2 separate regions of the Rattus norvegicus genome follow, and region 1 is linked to region 2. A link is a contact called in public Hi-C data. All regions are on one chromosome and are shown on one strand. Each heading gives the region's core, a stretch centred on a gene start, on an enhancer-like site or on the middle of the called end of the contact. The rest is flanking DNA. Distances are from core to core; before and after follow the strand shown. Region 1 holds the start of Herc2 (HECT and RLD domain containing E3 ubiquitin protein ligase 2). Region 2 holds the start of Tubgcp5 (tubulin gamma complex component 5).

Region 1 (5,449 bases), core at 597-3,096, 270 kb before region 2:
TAGCAGCACACCATGAACAGCAGCAAACCTAGCATCTTCAACAGTGATTGCCAACAGTCCTCAACACTTGGTCTCCTATCTACTGGCCCTCAAACCATGTTTAAAGCAAAAGTTAATCACAAGAAGGTAATACCTTTTCGTGTGTAAAACTCCATAATCAATCACTGCCTTACAGTAAGGACTGTTAATAATAAGCTACAAGTAAGATTGTTATAAAAAGTCTATTATTCGGCAAATATTTAACGTGGTCAGCACCCTCTCCTCCAAAGGGAAGAAAGAACAGTCAGACAATAGAAACATTTCAGACCCTTTTTTATGCTGGTACTGTGAAGACCCAAGAGTACTCTTCCAAACGGTTCATAAACAGTAGTAGCTTACGAGGAACCATCTACAAACATTTTACTGTGATTACTCATTTCATCATTTCCTGATACACTTGTAATTACTTTTTTAAAACATTACAGTCACAGGCCAGCCTTGTTTCTCTTGCTTCTGCTGTGCAAACATGAACATTTCTCTTAATTACAGATGTGGTACATATAACGCCAATAGCTCAACTAAACTTTCATCTCCCCAGCAGCACAAACACAGAGTCGCAGAAAATGGTAACTACATATCACTCCACCGCTTCCCTGCATAGTTAACAATCATCTGCAAAGGTAACAGTGCATGCCGCTAATCCCAGCACACAGGAAGCGGAGGCCAGCCAGGCATGGTCAGTTAACAGTGAGACCCTTTCTAAAAATAAGAGGGAAAAAAAAAAAGAAGAAGAAGAAATAAACAACAGTCAACTCTTGATCAAGAGTGTTGGCAAGAGCTGGGATGGAGTTCAGCTGATAAAACACTTGTCTAACTATACCACATAATACCAACAAGGTGGCACAAGCCTGCCATGCTCGCACACCAGAGGTGAAGGCAAAAGGATCTGATTTCAGGTCATCCTCACCTACATGGGAGTTCAAGGCCAGCCTGGGAATATGAAACCCTGTCTTTAAAAAGAGAGAGCGAGAGAGACTCCTGAATAAAAATATTGAAAAATTGCATAACTGGATCTCAAGTTTCTTGCACTTACAAATAACCTCAGTGAAGACACAACCACATAGCATCTCTTCGACAGTCACAATAAATGTTATATTGTAAATTATAAGAAATAACCTTCCTAAGACACGATCTAATTGCTATTCTCCTTAACCAAAAATTTTTATAGAGACAGGAACACACAAAGAAAAAAAAAAAACAAAAACAAAAAAAAAAAAACCAACAAACAAAAAACATGTCAACCCCACCTGGATATCTGTTTTCAACCATTTGGAGTCAAGTCGAGACTGGGCAGCCAAACAGAAAGACTCAGAAGGCATGTTTCCTCTCGGTGGTCAGGCCTGCAAGTCAAATAGAAACGCTGATGTCCTAAAGCTTTTTAAAACTGCTATTTAAACCATTCCTGCTCTTTAACGCAGGAGAGACAGACAACATAAAAAACAGGGAAGGAGAGCTGGGGGAGGGGACAAGAGGATGAGGGATGAGAGGGAAAGCTGGACCCAGAATGGGAGAAGGGAGGGAAATACCACTTCCAATAAAGGTAGAGTCTCTGGGATTTCGGAATACGTTGGCCAGACCTACAGTGGTCACTGGCGACCATGGCCCAATGTCATCCCACTCCCTTAAATCCAAAGGGACACACACATACACACGACAGAAAAACTCACTATCGCAAGGACAAATGACACCAGTGTGCATCAGCCGCTATACCTACAGCAGTCAGGCGGAGTGTGGTAAATAAACAAAAGTCATGTCTGCAGATAAATCTACAATAATCGCCTAATACTAAAAAGGTAGCCGAGACTGCGCGGCCTCCAAAGCGCACAGGCCCTAGTTTCTCCGCGCCAACGCCCGCCTTCCGCCCGCCGCTCTCCGGGTCCCGCTCTCCCGGACCTGGCGCCGCCCGTCTTCGGCCCCTACGCCCTCCTTCGGCCCAGCTCGGCCAGACCTGGCGCCGCCCGCTCCGCCAGCCGGCTGAGGGAACACTCCCTGCAGGAGCCGGCCGGCGCTCGCGATCCAGTCTGTGGCCTGAAGCGCAGACTGACGCATGACGGCGCCCGCCCAATAGCGCGAGGTTGAGAGACGGCTCCAGCCAATGAACGAGCAGCGCCGCACGTCCATCCCAACTTCCGCTTCCTTCAACGCGACTCATCTTCCTTCTTGAGGCTCACCCGCTCCGCCAGAGCCTACAGCAGACCCGGGGAGGCGGGACTTGTGCGCACGCACGCTTGCTTGCCTATTCTCAACCATTCTTAGACTCTGTTGCTTCCAGAGACCCGAAGTTGCTAAGGTATTTCCAGTGCGACGAGGCTCCCTGTGCTTTAACGACAGCGTCCTTTTTGGCCTTTGAGTTAGTGGGGAATAAGACGAAATTTAAGACAAAGCAATTGAGCCGGCCCTGATGATGCATGTCTTTAATCCTGGCACTAAGGAGGCAGAAGCAGGTGGATTCTGAGTTAAGAGACGGCCCCCGGGGGGGGGGGGGGGGGTGGGGATTTAGCTCAGTGGTAGAGCACTTGCCTAGCAAGCTCAAGGCCCTGGATTCGGTCCCCAGCTCCGAAAAAAAGAAAGAAAAAAAAAAAAAAAGAGACTGTCTCGGGGTAAAAAATGTAAGAAAGAAAAATTAAAATCACACACACAGAATATGTTCTCTGATCATCATGGAATTAAACTATAAATAAAACATAACACAGTCTCCAAGCACTTTAGAAATTAAACTTTTCCATAGAGGTCAAGGGACTTAGAACATTTTTAATAGGAACTGCAGGTGTTAACGTTGTCTTAAATATGATAGTTCATTTTTCCCACTTGTAAAAAGGCAGCAATGAAGGATATTCCACAATGGTATGCTGGCTCAATCGCAACGTTAAAATGCCCGTCTTTTGTCATCCTTGGTATGTATCTTCAAATTCACTCCAAAGGTCAAGGGATTTGCCATAGCTCTAGACATCATATCTCTGTTTCAAGCAGCAGGAAGCAGTATAAAAGGTCTATAATCTTTTATCACACTTCTGAAAGACTCTGTGACTCTAATTTAGTTCTGCTTCGCCTCAAAAGTATCTGAACAAGGTTTCAAATTCAACCACATCCAAAGTACAGGTAAGTTGGACAGGGCTTTGAATGTGATACAAGACAGCTTCATTACCAGTGGAAGGTAACACCTGAGGAGGCTTCTCTGGTCCTCAGGCTCCCCTCTCATGCAGATCTGTGTCTGCATGCTGTAAAAATGATGTCCTTCTTCTCAGCACCTCATGGTACCTTCTGCAAAACTGAAAACATATAATCGGTCACAAAACAGACCTCAATAGATATATAGAAGATTGAAATAATCCCATGCATCCTGTCAGATCACCACAGACTAAGGTTGGTCTTCAATAACAACGAAAAGGACAGAAAGTTCACAAATACATAGAAGTTTAACAATGCTGTACTCAATGATAACTTGGTCCAGGAAGAAATAAAGAAATTAAAGACTTTTTAGAATTTAATGAAAATGAAGGTACAACATACCCAACTTATGGAACACAATGAAATCAGTGCTAAGAAGAAAACTCATAGCTCTGAGTGCCTTCAAAAAGAAACTGGAGAGAGCATACATTAGCAGCTTGACAGCACACCTAAAAGCTCTAGAACAAAAAGAAGCAAATACACCCAAGAGGAGTGGACGGCAGGAAATAATCAAACTTATGGGTGAAATCAACCAAATAGAAACAAAATGAACTATACAAAAAATATATAATACATACATATATATGTGTGTATATATATCAACAAAACCAGGAGCTGGTTCTTTGAGAAAAACAACAAGATAGATAAACTCTTAATCAGACCAACCAGAGGGCAAAGAGAGAATATCCAAATTAACAAAATCAGAAGTGAAAAAGGAGACATAACAACAGAAACAGGAAATTCAAAAAACCATCAGATCTTCTACAAAAGCCTATGCTCAACAAAACTAAAAAAGTAAATCCGGATAAAATGGACAATTTTCTAGACAGATATCAGGTACCAAAGTTAAGTCAGGATCAGATTAACCATCTAAACAGTGCCATAAACCCTAAAGAAATAGAAGCAGTCATTAAAACCCTTTCAACTCCCTCCCCCTAAGAAAGCCCAGGACCAGATGGTTTTAGTTCATACTCGATCAGACCTTTAAAGAAGATCTAATACCAATACTCTTCAAAGTATTACACAAAATAGAAACAGAAGGAACACTACCCAATTCATTCTATGAAGCCACAATTATGCTTATACCTAAACCACACAAGGACCCTACAAAGAAAGAGAATTTCAGACCAATTTCCCCAATTAATATTGATGCAAAAATACTCTATAAAATTCCCACAAACTGAATCCAAGAACACACCAAAATGATCATTCATCATTATCAAGTAGGCTTCATCCCAGGGATGCAGGGATGGTTCAATATAGGGAAATCCATCAATGTAATCCACTATATAAAAAACTCAAAAAAAAATCACATGATCATATCATTAGATGCTGAAAAAGCATTTGACAAAATTCAACACCGCTTCATGGTAAGTCTTGGAAAGATCGGGAATTCAAGGCCCATACCTAAACATAGTAAAAGCCATATACAGCAAACCAGTAGCCAACATCAAACTAAATGGAGAGAAACTTGAAGCAACCACACTAAAATCGGGGACTAGACAAGGCTGCCCACTACCTACTCAATATGGTTCTGTATGTTGATGTCATTATGCAGGTGAAGGCAGAGAAGATAAAACAAGGCCTGTCATTGGATGAGAAGGAAGGGAGGTGGGAACAGAGGTTTTAGAAGGGAGGAAAAGGAGAGAAGGAGCCAGAGCGAGGAAGAAGAGCTGGGAGAACACGGTGGCAGATGTTAAGATTCTTGTAACTTGTCTGCACATAGTTACAGGTTGTTATGACTAGTTTTAAGGGATGAGTGTGTACTATCTAGATGGGTAAATTATATCTTATCAATTGGATCAGAGGTTATCGTGTGGGGTGTTCTTTCACGTGGTGACTTAATTGAGTTCAAGAGAAGGTGCGGTGGCAGGGCACACCAAGCCTGCCATGGAATTGGGATGTGTATGCCTGGCGTGGTAACAACCCACCAAGGGAACTGGGAATGAAAGCAAAACAGTGTGGAAAGGTGCCATGCTGGAATGGCTTCCAGACTGTCCAGACTGCCCGGGTCAGAGAGAGCCAGGGAGAAAAGCATGGATTGGTATGTGAGAGAACCAAGCCGTTTTTTTTTTTTTTAAATTACAACATAGTTCTTAAAGTCCAAGCCAGAACAATTAGACAATAAAAGGAGGGGTTGGGGATTTAGCTCAGTGGTAGAGCACTTGCCTAGCAAGCGTAAGGCTCTGGGTTTGGTCCCCAGCTCCGAAAAAAAAGAAAAGAAAAAAATAAATAAAAATAA
Region 2 (5,340 bases), core at 249-2,748:
AGTGGCTCCGAACTCACTAGGAGGCTAAGGATAGCCTTCAACTCGCAGCAATCCTCCTGCCTGAGCTACTCAAGTGGGTCTAATTTTTAGCACAAAATACTGATGTGATTACAGGCATACATCATTGTGACTGGATGTTCTTTGTCTTTTTAATGTAAGAGAGAGGCCCAGTGAAATCTTAACATTCGCCCTCTGAGTAATTTTGCTAAAGGTGCAAAATAAAACACAAAGAAAAGCATAGTCAAATACAATTACCACATATTTAGGAAGCTTTGGGAAGGGTCTGGAGAGATGGCTTAGGGGTTAAGACTCCTTGCCTTTGTTCCAGGCCCCCAGGTTCTATTCACAGAACACACAAACTATAACCAGAGTTCCAGGTGATCAGCTGTTTGGGTACCAGGCACACACACGCACATGTATACATAGAGGCAAATCACTCACACGTAAACAACAGTGGGACCAAAGGCTCGTTGATGTAATAACAAACAACATTTGGAAATAAAGCAGCTGTAATACAATGTGAATGTTACATGTTTTCTACTGGTGACAGAGTGATACCTATGCTTTCACTACTGCTGTTATAGTATGCAACATCTTATGTCTCTCCCAACTCTAAAGTGATTATCACCTGCCTCAAGCCTGCCACTAGAAAAATTACTTGTGCTACAATTGCTTTCTGGGTTATTTAGCTTACTTGAATCATTGCTCTTTTTACAGATCATAATTAGAAATCGCACTCGTTGTTTTGGATAGTTGGCATGCTATGAACCTGAGAGGTCTGTATTCTCACGACCTAGGCACACTCATGTCTGCGTTTACAATCAGGATCGTAGAGCTTGACAAACTGTTCACTGTTTAAGGTGATTTTACTAGGCATGCTATGTGTGGCTCAGTAGTAGAACTTGAATTTGTTTTATGCAAAAAGAGGACACAGAAGCAGGGAAATCTGCAAGTGGCCGGAGCAAGAGTAGAGGGGAGTTGGTGATGTGATCAGAATTTCGCGCTAAAAATTCACTTTTCCAGCCATTAAATGACTTCTGACGTGCAAAGTACTGCGTGAGGGAGAGCAGAGTCAACAGCTCTCTAGGATGTGCCGCTGCAACTGCGTGTTTCTCGTAAGGGCACTTAGGGGAAACCAAGGCACAGCAGCAGCCGGCGGTTTCCAGGAGGCCGCACTCCTGACCCGGATCCGCCCGCCAGCCCGCCCGGCGTTAGCCCGCAGCCGCGCTCCCACACCTGAAGTTGGACCAGGCGAAGTCCAGGGCCATTTGGAAGTTGGAATCCGCCTCATCCTGCAGGCCAGTGACCTGCCGGACGAGCTCACGCACATCGTGTTCCAGTTGTCTGTCCATCCGGCTCCCGGACGACTTAGGCCGGGCCATACCCACGACCTACCTATCAGGTCTCCGCTAAGCGGCGACTGTTCTCGCGAGAGTTCTGCTTGTCGCGGCACTGGGCTTTCGAGATTTGGAGACTGTTTCCGGGAGCGTTCAGGCAGCCCCGGTGCTGTGCCTGGAGGCGGTGCTCACGGGCTTGGTGTTTAGTTGTTGGATGCGGTTTGTCTGTGTATGGGAAAGAGATGTGCTCTTTTTGCTTGTACGTTAGGAAATCTGAGTGTTTTCAGAGAGCTAGCTATTATTTATGATTAGTCGTTGTTAATAATGGACTCTGGATAGCCTTGATTAATGGTTTAGATTCGTATGCATTTTGAGGCAATCACTTTTCCCATTCAGGGTATAGTTTACGACATTTTCCAACACCATGACTAATTTGTTAATGCTCCGGGCTTCAGTTTCTTCTCCAGATGACCTAAACTAGGCTCTCAGTACTCCCCAACTTAATACAAGTTTCTGGTTAGACTAGGGACTTAGGTTAAAACCGAGATAGCGTCCATTTATTTATTACAGTGGTTCTCAACCTAATGCTGTGACCCTTTAATATAGTTCTTCATGTTGTGATGACCCATAATCATTAAATTATTTCGTTGCTACTTCATAACTATAATTTTGCTAGTGTCATGAATCGTAAATATCTGATATGCGACTCCTTTGGTGGGGGGCTCACTGCCCACATGTTGAAAACTGCTGGTTTATTTAGGTAAAGTGGAGATGTGAGGGCGAGCTGTCTGTCACCCACTTGATGGTGAGGGATGTTTCTCCCTTGCTGCTCCATGTGCACCTAACTTGGGTTAGGTGAACCTTCCCTATTGAGGAGGACTGCTCATTGGTACAGTACCAGTAGCTGTGCTCGTTGCAAGAACCCTCAAACAAGTTAAGAAAGGGAAAGTGGGCCATACAGCTGGCTTACTCAATAAGGTTGCTTGCTGTTAGGCCTGGCTGCTTGCATCCTATCCTCTGGACTCACATGAAAGAGAGACCCAAGTTCCACAAGGAGTCTAATAATCTCCACATGTGCATAGTTCTACCCCATATGAAATAAAATTTAAAGCGTAATTTTAAAAATATAAAAAAGGGGAAAGCACTCTCGAGGGTAGGAGTGGACTAGTTAGCTGAAGGGTAAAGTCACAGAGTCCCAGCTGATGCCTTTGAACCTTTATAAACATTTACATTTATATAGCACCTGCCACTCCAATTTATATCTGGCTTAATTTTTCTTGCTTGTGCTCTGCTTATTAGATGAATCCCTCATGAGGAAGGGCTTTGAAGCTGTTGAGATCAGGCTATTACTCCATATTGGATAAAACAGTTGTTATCGCCCGAGCTGTGCATTGTCCCAGGAGACTGTTTTACAAGAGGCTTTCTACACCGTTGTACTGCCGAGTAGACCTAGAAAAGGCAGGCACCTGAATAAAGACCATTAACTTGTCCCTGGGACTAGAAAGGGAGCTACGCTGTAAGTTGAATGGGGGAGGATTGGAACTACGAGGGCCCAAGGACTTATCAGATACCACAGATGGAGAAAATGCTGTGTCTCCCTCATGTAGATCCATCCTATAAGTGATAGACACTTATTACTGTGATGTTATGGCTGCACACAGACCTATTATTTGGTGTGTTCTTCAGGGACTGAAGGGATCCTGTTTGGATCTGGAGCTAATCGGCAGTGTCCTGGTCTTGACTTATTTCCTGCTCTGGACCAGGTTTGCTGTTTTCATCCAGCATCCAGATGTTGCAGCTTCGTTCTCAAACCTGACCCCAAGCAGTATTTTCTACCAGAAATCTTTTCTCCATCCACTTCTTAAGCATCTGAACTCATTCATTCTGTAGCCTAGATGCACACACACACACACACACACACACACACACACACACACACACACACACACACAGGGACAGAGACCGAGAGAGAGACACACACAGAGAGAGACAGACAAAGAGAAACATAGAGACAGAAAGATTTGGATATATTTATTGTGTGCTGTGTGATATGAGAGTTGATATTGATAATTAAGGTTGGAATAAAGAACTTGGATTTTAAGGCGAATTGCTATCATTAAAGCCAGCAAACCCTGTGAATTTATTGCTATTCAATAAATTCTGACATTATGGAAAGACACTGCAGGTGTGCTCATGACAAGCTTCCTCTGCCAACTGGCTTGAGCTCTGTCCATCTGTGTGTAAAGCTCAGATGAGGAAACTTCCAGTTTTCCCGAAAATAGGCTTTATTTGTATGTTAATCTGGGTGCTGTAGTCTCCTGTCCCTATTCTATTGTCATATTCTCATCCACAGTTTTGGGACATTAAGAGACCTAGGAGGGATTTGAGAGCAAGGATGGCTAAGATTAAAAACTCAGGTGACAGCAGATGCTGGCAAGGATGTGGACAAAGAGGAACACTCCTCCATTGTTGGTGGGATTGCAAACTAGTACAACCACTCTGGAAATCAGTCTGTCAGTTCCTCAGAAAATTGGCCATTCCACTACACGAGGACCCAGCTATACCTCTCCTGGGCATATACCCAAAAGATGCTCCAACATACAACAAAGACACGTGCTCCACTATGTTCATCGCAGCCTTATTTATAATAGCCAGAAGCTGGAAAGAACCCAGACATCCTTCAGCAGAGGAATGGATACAGAAAATGTGGTACATTTACACAATGGAATATTACTCAGCTATCAAAAACAATGACTTTATGAAATTCGTAGGCAAATGGATGGAACTAGAAAATAACATCCTGAGTGAGGTAACCCAGTCACAAAAACACACATGGTATGCACTCACTGATAAGTCGATATTAGTCAGAAAGTTCGGAATACCCATGATACAACTCACAGACCATATGAAGCTCAAGAAGAAGGAAATCCTAAGTATGGGTGCTTCAGTTCTTCTTAGAAGGGAGAACAAAATACAGGAGGTAGAGGGTGGGAGAAATTTGGGAGGGGAAAAAGGGGGGCAGGATCAGTTATGGGAAGAGACAGGGATGATATACAAAGGGTCAGGAAATTGAACAGAGGTGTGTAGCAATGGGGGATGGGGTACTGGGGGTAGCCACCAGAAAGTTCCTGAAGTCAGGAAAGCAAGAGGCTCCTAGGATCCAATGGGGATGAGATGAACTGAAATGCCCAACAGGGGAGGGAGAACTTTTAGAGACCATATCCAGAGGTTAGGCAAGGCCCCTGGTTGGAAGATGGGACCACCCACTCATGTCCAAATTTTTAACCCAGAATTGCTCCTGTCTAAAGGAAATACAGGAACAAGGTATGGAGCAGAGACTGAAGGAAAGGCCATCCAGAGACTTCCCCGCCTGGGAATTCATCCCATATTTAGACACCAAACCCAGATACTATTGCGAATGCCAAGAAGTGCTTGCTGACAGGAACCTGTTATAGCTGTCTTCTGAGAGGCTCTGCAAGAGCCAGACAAATACAGATGGGGATATTCACAGCCAATCATTGGACTGAGCACGGGGACCCCAATGGAGGAGTCAGGGAAAGGACTGAAGGAGCTAAAGGGGTTTGTGACCCCTTATAAAGAACAATCATATCAACCAACCAGACCCCCCAGAGCTCTCAGGAACTAAACTACCAACCAAAGAATACACATGGAGGGACCCATGGCTCCAGCTGCATATGTAGCAGAGGATGGCCTTATCTGGCATTAATGGGAAGAGAGGCCCTTGGTCCTATGGAGGCTTGATGCCCCAGTGTAGGGGAATGCAGGGTGGTGAAGTGGGAGTGGGTGGGTGGGGGAGCACCTGCATAGAAGCAGGGGGAGGGGAGATAGGATCAGACGTTTGTGGAGGGAAACCAGGAAAGGGAATATCATTGGAAATGTAATAAAATAAAATATACAATTAAAAAAAGATTAAATGATTTTTTAAAAAAAGAGGCTTAGAAGGATCCAAAGACTGACTGAATAGGCTTGAATTTCGTATAGT

What was found. Hi-C and Micro-C count contacts between places; a contact is called where the count stands out from the background.
Region 1: a contact with region 2 is called in a Hi-C map of liver, with 2.9 times the contacts expected there. The contact joins the promoter of Herc2 here to the promoter of Tubgcp5 in region 2. A contact is called at or near these places in 2 of 12 Hi-C or Micro-C datasets (Schwann cells and liver).

Annotation. Positions count from the first base shown.
Region 1 is chr1:116,037,193-116,042,641 of GRCr8, reverse strand. Herc2 (HECT and RLD domain containing E3 ubiquitin protein ligase 2) reads right to left here and starts at 1,846. Exons shown (of 92, transcript NM_001107520.1): 1 at 1,750-1,846; 2 at 1,287-1,379. The coding sequence starts at 1,308.
Region 2 is chr1:115,768,452-115,773,791 of GRCr8, reverse strand. It overlaps Tubgcp5 (tubulin gamma complex component 5), which reads right to left and starts at 1,498. Exons shown (of 23, transcript NM_001107516.1): 1 at 1,237-1,498. The coding sequence starts at 1,382. It also overlaps a transcript of Nipa1 not described here.